2 separate regions of the Arabidopsis thaliana genome follow, and region 2 is linked to region 1. A link is a contact called in public ChIA-PET data. All regions are on one chromosome and are shown on one strand. The core of a region is the stretch at or near the end of the contact, and the rest is flanking DNA. Distances in the headings are between cores, read along the strand shown. Region 1 holds the start of WPP1 (WPP domain protein 1). Region 2 holds the start of ZF3 (zinc-finger protein 3).

Evidence for each region. ChIA-PET counts read pairs in DNA pulled down with a chosen protein or histone mark.
Region 2: a contact with region 1 is called in an H3K4me3 ChIA-PET map of shoot, with 10 read pairs. The contact joins the promoter of ZF3 here to the promoter of WPP1 in region 1. A contact is called at or near these places in 2 of 26 Hi-C or Micro-C datasets (root and vegetative nucleus), 1 of 2 datasets of contacts at active chromatin or transcription factors (shoot) and 1 of 3 other capture datasets (seedling).

The regions. Positions count from the first base shown.
Region 1 is chr5:17,288,038-17,294,103 of TAIR10.1, reverse strand. WPP1 (WPP domain protein 1) reads left to right here and starts at 4,146. Exons shown (of 1, transcript NM_123673.3): 1 at 4,146-5,139. The coding sequence starts at 4,378. The coding sequence ends at 4,845. It overlaps CYCA3;1 (Cyclin A3;1), which reads right to left and starts at 1,152. Exons shown (of 7, transcript NM_123674.2): 1 at 581-1,152; 2 at 280-506; 3 at 40-192. The coding sequence starts at 877.
Region 2 is chr5:17,328,018-17,333,715 of TAIR10.1, reverse strand. ZF3 (zinc-finger protein 3) reads left to right here and starts at 2,070. Exons shown (of 1, transcript NM_123683.2): 1 at 2,070-2,771. The coding sequence starts at 2,085. The coding sequence ends at 2,666. It overlaps QWRF9 (QWRF motif protein (DUF566)), which reads right to left and starts at 4,441. Exons shown (of 7, transcript NM_123682.4): 1 at 4,136-4,441; 2 at 3,828-3,947; 3 at 3,475-3,591; 4 at 3,304-3,393; 5 at 3,102-3,209; 6 at 2,952-3,024; 7 at 2,364-2,681. The coding sequence starts at 4,441. The coding sequence ends at 2,980. It overlaps AT5G43155 (QWRF motif protein), which reads right to left and starts at 5,256. Exons shown (of 2, transcript NM_001344475.1): 1 at 4,565-5,256; 2 at 4,476-4,500. The coding sequence starts at 5,256. The coding sequence ends at 4,476.

The DNA.
Region 1 (6,066 bases), core at 2,897-5,396:
AACATTACTCAATGAGCACCAAAAGAATCAGAATCAAACCTTAGAAACGTGTTGCTTGTAGGGTTTCCTAATTCAAATTGCAACGCAAGAAGTATATCAGCTTCCATCTTAACAATCTCTTGTTTCGTGTAAGTATTGTCTGTGATATAACAAAAGTCATCCACATTTGGAGGAGTAATCTCTTCATACTTTCTACAAATTTTTCAAAACCAAAATCCAAATAAACAAACCCACACAAAAAAAGAGAGATTCAAACAAACAAAACAAGAAAAAGCTTACGAAGCAATAAGCATTGAAGTAACTCCCAAAAGCTGAAGCCTTTGTTTATTAACAGTCTTGAGAGACAAGAATCTATCAATGTAAGAAACAGCGAGGTAAAGAGTGTCTGAGAGAAGTTTGTATTCTTCAGCAACTTCTACTAACCAATCAACCAAAACTCCTCTCATATTCGAAGTTACATCTTTCTGAATCTTCTCTATATAATCAACCAAAGGTCTTGACTTTACCTGAATTGTGTTAATCGAGAAACTAACTCAGATTGTGAAATCTAGAAATCTAGAGATGGGTTTTGTTTCTTTACCTCTAATTGACGAAGATACTCGAAGATTGATGTAACATAAGGACCACACATTTGTGGATCATCAGATCTTGTGTCAATGTCTGAATTTAAGGTTTCGATTGTCGGAATCGAAACTGATTTCTTCTTCTGTTTTGTAGTGGCTTTTCGAGATTTCTTGATGTTGGACAAGTTTGGAAGCTCTCCGAGTACGACTCTCTTCTTGTTGATTCGTTCTTTGTCTATTGCCGCTTCCATGGAAGCTTTTCTTTTTGTTGCTGCTCTTGTCATTCTCACGCAGTTCTCTTTTTCGTCGGCCATGGTTGATTGGATTCAAGAGAGAGGGATTGAGATCGAGATTAGGTGGATGAGAATGGAAGTGAGAAGGGTGAGAAAAAGAGAAGAAGCGAAGAGACATTTTTGTGATTTTTTGGAATAAAGTTTGGATTTTGGCGGTTTTTCCGAATTCTTTACAGGTTTTGATTTTTTGAAAAATGAAGCTGAATTGTGTTGGCGCGATGTTTTGATTAGAGTTTTGAGCTTCGAAATTTTCACCGGGAAATGTTAAATTTGGTATCACAGGAAGACCTAATTCGTAAACGAGGAAGATGATGATGCAAATTGTCAATGGGCTTGTTTATTGGCCCAATATGTCTTGCCCAATAGTAATGTTTTTAGGAAATATTCCCAAAAAAACCCGAACTATTTAAAATCTGCCAGAAAACTACCTGAACTTTTTTCGTTGTCAAAAAAATATACAAACTAATTTGGATTGAAAATAAAAAACACGATCTATTATTTTTTTCCGATTACCTCCCTTCGCCGTAACGACCGTTAACGGCGTTAACCAAATCGGTTAACATTTTCAATTTTATTTATAGAAAATTTCTGAAAAAACCACGACTTATTTAATATTTGCCAAAATAATACCCGAACTTTTTTTCGCTGCCAGAAATATATACAAACTAGTTTAAAGTTGAAATAAAGAGCATGATGTAGTTTTGTGTTCCAATTTCACTCACTTTATCGTAATGGTTACAAAAGGTTAACTAAATAAAAATATATTTTTTCATTTTCTTTACACGTGGTAAATAAGAGTGGCGATAAAGCCGATTTTATCCCCTTATAAACCCATAATCTATGTTGAACCTCTTTGAATCCTAGTGTTAATATAACACATCTATCCATTTCAGATATTAACCATAATAAACTGAAGAAATTAATAAGAAGAACTTTCGTTAACAAAGGGAGTATTTTTTTTTTTAATTTATTGTTGCTTACATCGAATCTAGATATACGATAGATATTTTAAAAAAATTTAGTAATTTAGGATAAAATATACCCATCAATAACATGATTTTGGTTGATATTACTCAAGATCTTAAGGTTTTAGAGGATTGCTTTAATAGTCAAGCTTTTTTAAGAATTTTTGTAAATAAAATTAACAATATTTGACAATTTGGTTAGGGAAATCGAAAAAATAAATATAGATCGTGTATTATATTTCCAATTTAAGTTAGTTTGTGTATTTTTATGACAACAAAAAAGTTCATGTATTTTTTTGGCAAATATTAAATAAGTTAGGTTTTTTTCCAGAAATTTTCTGTAAATAAAACTAACAGTGTTTGACGATTTGGTTAACGTCGTTAACGGTCCGTTACGGTGAAGAGAGGTAATTGGAAAAAAAAAATAGATCGTGTATTTTATTTTCACTCAAAATTAGTTTGTGTATTTTTCTGACAACGAAAAAAGTTCAGGTAGTTTTCTGGCAGATTTTAAATAGTTCGGTTTTTTTTTGGGAATTTTCCCAATGTTTTTAACACAACAATTTGTTTTGTCTTGCCCAATGAGATTGAACAAGACCCAAAAAAGAAAATTTTCAATTCTAAGCAACTGTTAAAAATATTTATGGCCTCATTGCCTGGTGGATAAAGCCGTTCATAGTGGTCTGATTATTGCGGAGAGAGTTTGTCCATCGCAGGGATATCATACATGTACAACCATTCATAGAAAATCTGAGTGTTGCAGGGAGAACTGTACCGTGGAATTGTTGCAGATTGTATGTAGTTGAATACCACCATCATATGACGTAATAAGAAAACAAAAACAAAAACATCTATAGCACTAAAAATAAAAAATGTTACAACAGAAACAAAGATTTTTATGGAATAAATTTAAGAATTCTTAAATTTGTATTCTGAAAAGAATCTATTTAATAGAAAATTGGTTGAGAAAATTTAGCTAAATTTGTTTTTTTTCCCTATCCTTATAAAACTAAATCTTTTCAAAAGTTTGGTAAACTAGATTTCATTTTTATAGAGATAATGTATTTTTATTGACCAATTCATATTAAATTCTACTAGTTTATTAATGTCATAAAGTTCGAAGCTATTAGAGAATAACGTAAATCTTCTAGCATATACTATCATAAATTCAGCGATCTTGAGTACACATAACACCGTGATTCTTCCATGTTCATCCCATGTTCTGGTTTATGTTATCATAAATTCAGTGATCTTGAGTACATAACACCGTGATTCTTCCATGTTTTGGCTTATATTATCATAAATTTAGTGATTTTGAAGACACATAACACCGTGATTCTTCCATGTTCTTCCATGTTGATCTTGAATACACATAACACGCAATATAACATTTATACATATAACGTAAATGTTTTACAATCATATACACTAGGTTTTCTAAATTCTTAAAAATTGAGTTGAACTCTTCACCGCGAAACCTCAATTTGACATTTTAATAATATTTTTTTTACGGTAGCGAAAAAGAGGTACATTGTGTATTATTTTTGACTTTGTATGATTACTTTATATTTTTAAAAGTAAAGGGTAAAGTTTCAGAAAACTCTTACCAACATCGAAGAACTATTTTACTTGAAACCGGTTTTGGTAACTAACGACTCAGATAATAAAGTGAAGAACCGCATATTGGGTAATGATATTTCTGGAAAACAACTTTATACTAAACTCCTGATTATCCATGTGACTTTTACTAATCAGTTTTGAAACAGAACAAAAATAAGAGAACTATATCAAAAATAAAATAAAATATGATATCATCAGGGTCACGCTCAAGTCCAAGACCAAACTAGGTGAGGCTAGAACCTTTAATCTTTTTTTGATAGGAACAGAACCTTTAATCTTCCTTACAAATTACGGCGAATGCAAGGTTGAAGACCATCAAATAAGGCATCAAAATACCTTGGGGGAAAGCAAATACATATGAATTTGATTCCTGAACCGTGCTCAATACCGTGTTCATACATCAACATTTAAATTTGATTCATAATCGTTTGCATTTCACACTCTAGTCAAAGAACTTCTTAATATTACATCCAATCTTTGAGCCATTGCTCGTAAAATGCTCTATATCTTGGTATGACAAAGCAAGGTCACGTTTTGGTTGCCACAACAAATTAAAATCACTAAGATCTTATACTAGTTCTTCTTGCAAATATCGTACAACATGATGAACCACGCTCTTCATCTCTGTATGACAAAGGCAAGGTGTCTAACTCTATTTAAATATGTATTCAATCTTTCAAACGTTTTGTCTTGATTTTTTGAACATAAAATTTTGAAAATGGGTGACTACGAAGGTTTTTTTCACATGAATATACTTTGGTTACCGATCGGTCTGATCATTTTAAAAATAAATCACGCTTAATGTAACGCACCACCCAATTCTTTAAACGACACCGTACCAAACCTCTCTTATCAGTTATCACCCACCCACCACAACATTACTGCCACAAATTTCAAAATCCCTAAAAAGCTTTCAAACAAATAAACTCAGAAAAAATGGCCGAAACCGAAACGGAGTCGATCACCACCTCTTCTCCACCGCCGATCTCAGAAACCGAAAACTCCACCACATTACCAACAACGGAGACGGAGAAGAATCCCAATCCGGTAACCATTTCCCTCAGAATCTGGCCACCGACTCAAAAAACTCGCGACGCCGTGATTAACCGTCTGATCGAAACACTGTCAACCGAATCAATCCTCTCCAAGAGATTCGGATCTCTTGAATCCGAAGAAGCTTCCTCCGTCGCGAAATCAATCGAAGACGAAGCTTACGCCATCGCTTCTGCCACCGTATTCGGTGATGACGACGGGATCGAGATTCTTAAAGCTTATTCTAAAGAGATTAGTAAACGTATGCTTGAATCTGTTAAGGCTAAGAGTAATGTGGCTTCTCCTCCACCGAAGGATGGTGATGGAATTGAATCAGCTGTTGATTCGAAGATTGATTCAAGTGAAGCTTGACGAGGCTTGAATATGGTGTTGTTCTCTTATCTCTAACTATCTTTTTATTTGTTTTAGATTGGTATGCGATTATCTATCTCAGAGTTTTGTTTGTTGTATAACTTGTGGATTTGGGACCTGTTACTAATATGATTTTGTGGTTGATTTGGTTTTGACGTTTTAATTTCCATGGTAATTAACTCGTTAATGGGATGATTTCGCTTGCTTAATCATGGTAAAAGAAAATTTTTGGATAATTATCTGTCTTAATCATATGGTAATTAACTCGTTAACTTGTGATTTAATAAACTCTTGAATTATGGTGATTTACTTGTTAATTGCAAGGTTTTACACTTTCTTAATCATGGTAATTAGCAAGGCTTGAATATTAAACAAAAAGGAAGGATTTGGCTGATTTTGCTTTCTTAATAGTGTTAGCAACTCGTTAAATACATCTTCATTTTGACATATGCGTAGTATTTTTTGTTTAGGTATTCGAGATCACATGAATCTAAACCATTAGAGAAACTAGACATTTTTGTAAGATAAGTAGTTTTAATTTTATGGTTTAGGTGACTATTGTGACAATGAAAACATATCTCCCCTTACTTTCGTTAATTCTTTTGGGTTAGAAGCATAGTGCGATTACAACTAATGAACTTTTACAAAATTTGAAAGTTTTTTTTTTTGGATTCAAAAACTGGAATTTAGTTGTTCATGTGCATTGGGCAGTCAAATAGTTTTTTTCTTGGAACCAGAAATCTGCCTTTGATATGTCCTCCTGACTCTTTCTTTGTCTTTACTCTTTATTGGTTTTGGAGCCTTGGAATTCGAGAGTTTAATTTTAAACCCCACTGTTTTTGTTCTTTAGTTACCGTTCCGGATTCAAATCCTTTTTTGGTTCCCGCTTGGAGTAAGCTAGACAAAATTCATTCATTCAAAGTCACTAGAAAGATAATACTAAAAGAATCAATATATCTATGGGAGTGCTTTCTTAAACTCTAGAAAAGATGATTCCATTTCCAAAGACAACATCAATAATATTCAACGAACATTTAGGAAAAATTTAATAAGACATGTATTTCATAATGGTTTTGCTTATAGCTTATTCTACTAAAAAATTAGAATAAACGCACACACCAAAGCTACAACAATGATAATAATATTTAAGTGCTTAATTTAAACATAACTTTAATAAATTTATTCTTATCATATGAATATAGTGTAATGAAAAATGGTTTG
Region 2 (5,698 bases), core at 821-3,320, 42 kb before region 1:
GTGTCGATCCATCCAATAAGAAAAAAATTCACGATTCGCTTAAACTAATTAAACTGTAGACATGTAGATATTATCGTTAATGTCCGAGTGTCGGATCACATAGCGAGTCCAAAAAAAGTGAATTCACAACCCAACATTTTTACTAACTAATTTTTTAAAAAAATATTCTAACTACAAATCGAATCTAATTAACCCAATAAGAATTGAATACGTAATTAAAGATGATGATAAACAATATAGACGAGCTACTTTTTAGTCTAAACAACAATTTACTCGTGACTAGAATATGTATCTGCATGCTAATGTGGTCGTTGTCTAATTAGCTTGATTCAAATTCCTATAATACATATTGTTAAAAGATAATGAACAAAGTAATAGTAGAAGACCAAAGGACGGCACGGAATAATTTGAGATTCCGACAAGATCAGATTCACACTCGTTTGCTTGTCTTAAGATCACCCTTACAGAGACAGATAAAATTTAATAAGTCAAAAGTCATTGTCCATAATAAAAACAAAGAAACACAGCTCGGAAATGTATTCTTGTCTCTAAGTTTGAGTTAAGGTACAATGCATTAATCTCACCGATTAGCTATTCATTGGTTGTTAGATCTATTTTTTCAACATCCCGTTACTAGATTAATTATAAAGTTTTTTCTTTCTAAAGATTACACACAAGTTTATACTAGATGTTGTTAAGCTATTGATGATTCAACCATGCATAATCTGTTACCGACGATTCTCCCATTGCAACATAACCCAAAAGGTCCCCCTTCCGCTTGTGAAAGGAAAAACTAAAGGTTTAGAGATATATGCACACATTATATTCGTGAAAGCACATGCATGACCCATATGTTTTTCAAGAGTTTACGAAGGTCATCGTTGCTCAGGCCACCAAACTTTGCTGGTATATCTGCTTCGGTAGCTTGTCTTAAACTCGTTAGTTGCAGCAAGCCTAAGAATCATTACACTTCATTAGGCTTTTCGTTTTTAGGCATCTAACATGATGTGTCTTTTAGATCTCGTAATGTGAGAAAAGAGAGAGAGATAGGTTACTCTTAGAGAATTAGGTTAATTAATTGTTGGAAATTATTTTTTAGTTAGCATAAAGACCTAATTATATAAGTAATTATACAATCTATATTATAACGTAAATAGCTAGTAAAAATGATACAACTTAGATTCTAACCTAAACGTGAAAAAAGCACCCATAATCCTAACTTTAAAAGAAAAGTCCCAAAACCTTATACTAAAGAGAAGACCATTAAACCAAAACTCTTATACCGTATCATGACACAAGTTGTTGAATCCAATTTAGTGTAACTTCAACTCTAGACATTCACGCATTTGAATTAAAACCAATAAAGAAAATTTCATGATTCTTGGTTGCAATGGGCTGTGGGAATTAAGTTATAAGCTCTTTGTTTCTTGTTGTCATGAGTTCTCTACCGAAACATCCAATCATCTTTTATATTCAAGGTTTCCTCATTATAATCTTAATCTACACACATTGCCTCCGTTTTCAAATGTTTGGACCAAGTAATGAATGCTATTGGGTTTGTTCAGAAATTCCCAAAGGTACAACAAACCTACACTTAAATAAATAACTACATATATAAGCAAAGTGTTAAAACATAAATGAAAAGCTAGATGAATATTAATTGTAAAATACGGCCTAAGTTTAGAGACAAGGTTTTTATTAGTTTTAAAGAATCAATCATTATTGTGTGTAGTTGGATTCAAATGTCAACTCTCAACTAGTCAGAAGAAGAGTATATAGCCCGACTTGTGTAACATTTCTCTCCCCCACAAAACGTGCCAAAATTAATATATTCCACTCTCACCAAATGTTGAAATAATATTTTAATTATACATTCACTTTCGTTACAACTTACAACAAACAACTTGCTCAGCACATATTTCGTTTCAACTAAATACTTAAAATAATTAGAATGGCCAATTTGGCCACCCACTCTCACTCTTCTTTCTCACGCAACTTCCTCTCTTCTCAAGATTCTTCTCCATACTTCACCTTCTTCTATATATCTCTCTGCTCTCAAATTAGGTTTTAAATTTTCTATAGCAATGGCGCTTGAAGCTCTTAATTCACCAAGATTGGTCGAGGATCCCTTAAGATTCAATGGCGTTGAGCAGTGGACCAAATGTAAGAAACGATCCAAACGTTCGAGATCTGATCTTCATCATAACCACCGTCTCACTGAGGAAGAGTATCTAGCTTTCTGTCTCATGCTTCTTGCTCGGGATGGCGGCGATCTTGACTCTGTGACGGTTGCGGAGAAGCCGAGTTATAAGTGTGGCGTTTGTTACAAGACGTTTTCGTCTTACCAAGCTCTCGGCGGTCATAAAGCGAGCCACCGGAGCTTATACGGTGGTGGAGAGAATGATAAATCGACACCATCCACCGCCGTGAAATCTCACGTTTGTTCGGTTTGCGGGAAATCTTTCGCCACCGGTCAAGCTCTCGGCGGCCACAAGCGGTGCCACTACGATGGTGGCGTTTCGAACTCGGAAGGTGTGGGGTCTACTAGCCACGTCAGCAGTAGTAGCCACCGTGGATTTGACCTTAATATTATACCGGTGCAGGGATTTTCGCCGGACGACGAAGTGATGAGTCCGATGGCGACTAAGAAGCCTCGCCTGAAGTAAGTCTTTGTTGAAGACCTGGAAGTTTATCAAATGTAAATATCAAATTTCAATTTCAAGGAACAGTTTTGTTGATTCTATTACCAATACACAATACGATTCAATTCCTTTGTTTCTGAAGTAACAGCATACTAAATTCATTAGAAAACCGAATCGAAAATATTTACAACTGACTTTTGTTTGGTTGTTAAACTATCAAGTGAATTTGGCCTCTCTATTTGAATTAGATGATCTCCTTACATTCTCATAACTCCAAAATTGCCGATAATGAGTAGCTTTCTTACTTACACTCTGTTTTGTTAACTTTGCCACCTTACTATTGTAGCTGTGTAACCTGTGTCCTCAAACTGCATTCTGTTACCTGCATAGTTTAGAGATTAATCCCCAACACTGTAGGTATAGTGCAGACAAATCTATAATGAATTTGAGATATTGTACCTGCAGAGCTGAGATTGTGTTTAGAAGGTCCCGGCACACGTCGAGCATCCCTTCGTCCTTGGCATTCACACGGCCAAGTTCTGCTGCCAAGCTACTTATTTTCCCAACCTGGGATATTGGCTTTCACTTTGAAGATACAATATGAATAAAACGCAATAGAAGATTGTGCCATAAACATTATCCGAGAGAAAAGAAGAGTCACCTTTGGCAGCAACAAGCATATGGAAGATGCCATTGCTTGCATAACATCAACTGCTGAACAAATGGCATCCTTAACACTTTGTACATTTACCTGCGATAACATGATCATCAGCAAGGATCACATGCTTTCCCAACACATAACTAAAAAATAATTTGAGTAGAATAGCCAAACCATTGCCCCGCAATCAACAGGTAGACAAAGGGTGCTGCCTTTCAAAGCTTCAGCAGCTCCTACCAAAGAACCCATATAATTCCGATCAATAACCAACCACTCTTCTAGATGTCCCATCTATACATAGGCATGAAAAACATTTAAGTTTCTGGCTAAGTAAAATTCAATTAGATGAAGCTTTTAGGAGGTCCCAATGCTGTAATAAGCAGAGCATACAAAGGAACCGAAATAGAGATATAAAAGAAAGAACAGAAAAGGGAAGAACAGAAGACTGAGAGTAACTTATATAGTGTTACTAAAAGAGCACAGGGGCTAAAGGCAGTTCAATAAATAACAAAAGCGGATTAACTTACCTGCATATTGAGGATAGATATCAGTTTCAAATTCTGCTTCAGGTGCTGCATTTCAATTCTTTTCATGCTGACAGAATTATACAGATTAGAGATACTTCTCCATGCATTGTACAGTCTTCTCTGCAATGAAAAATATAATCACTTGGACAGAGACAAGCCTGTACTAACATAAATAAATTCGAATTTTCAACACAACACAGATGTACGTACGAGATTGTTTTGACTGAAACTGACAGATTTCTACAACCAATAGCTGTTGTGCTATCAATAATCAAGATTCTAAAGCATTCAGGAAGAAAAGGTCTAACCTCCTCTCTCATCTTTTGTGAAGAGATAACAGCATTTGCTCGTGCATTAGCAAATTGCCATTGCAGCAACCTACTGTGTAATAGCCTTAACAAGTGAGCATCAGCAACCCCATTATCTCTGATCTTCTCTTTACCATCCACAGCAAAATGCGGAATCAAAGGCGTGTTTTTACTCAGTGAGCTTCTCACTCTTAGTGGACTCATTCTATCTGAAGGACTAACCCCTCTTGGAGGAACAACCTCTCTCGAAGGGCTTAAACCTCTAGCAATGCTAGTTCCTCTCGGACTTGACAAAGCTGCATTCATACCAAATTTACTAGGTGAAGCAGGTCGAATCTGCTCACTTTTTGGAAACAATTGGCTTCCTTTGGGGACAATACAGAACTATCCACAGATATCTTCCTCAGTCCATGTGAGCTAGGCTCTAACCGATCCTGCGAAACTCTCGCCTTAACCACATTGCCACGAGCTGGTAACATTTTCCCTCTTCCATTAGAGCTTCCAGAAGAAACACTCTCTGTCTCCAAATCAACACTCGTTATCCGCTCACGCGAAACCGGTCTATTACTAACCATGGAATCCTGCAGAGCTCTAGCTACACCATTGCCAGATCCGATCAATTTCTTCCTAGTATCAGTGAAATCTACACTTCTACTACTTAAACAACTAGGTTGCAGAGACCTAGGCCATTGATCAGAGAGTTTCAATTTCTCTTGTTTACCTCCACCACTCTTAGATATTGTTGCCGAAGAAGTCGTCTTCCTCCTCTCTAATGTTCCTGGAGTAAACGAATCCGCCTGAAACGACGCGAACAAGCTTCTCCCAGAAGTCAACAACATCCTCTCCGCTTTAGAAACTTCTCGTCGATCTAAAGACTCACGACGTGGTGTTGATTGCGGCCGATTAGTAGCAACAGACGACGGAGTCACCGGTCGAGTAACGATCGGAGATTGACATCTCTTCGGTGATGATTGGTGGAAGAAAGAAGAAGTACCGCCAAGGTATCGTGATGCTACATCTCGTGTTTTTGGGCGGCGATTTGATGATTCCGATGGAAACGACGGTGGTTTGTTCTGTTTAACGTTTGCGTTGAAAGAAGGTGAAATTGTTGCAGCTGTCATCTCCGACATTGAGAAATCAACATTGCCTCGTTATTGAATGTGAGCAAGGAGAGATTGAATAGAGAAGATTTTTACGGATTTGAGAGATTCCCGGCGAGACTAGGGTTTTGATTTTAGTAGAAATGTGAGTGAATTTTGCAGTGTTAGTATAAATCTCCGGCGAACTTGAGAATAGAGTGGGGAAGGTGGGGAGATAATTACGTTTAAGTTTTGTGAGGGTATAACTGTCGTCTCTTTCCTTTATTAATTAATATGGCTTAACATGCGTAATTGTGTATGCGTATTATTTATTGAAATTTAAGAAATTATTTTATAAAAAAAACTCAAAACCAAACCTTAAAATATAAAGAGCAAATAAAGATTACAATTTTCTGTGCAAATATGCATATCCATTCCTGGTAATAACAAATATTATGAAATACTATAAATAGAAGACAAGTTT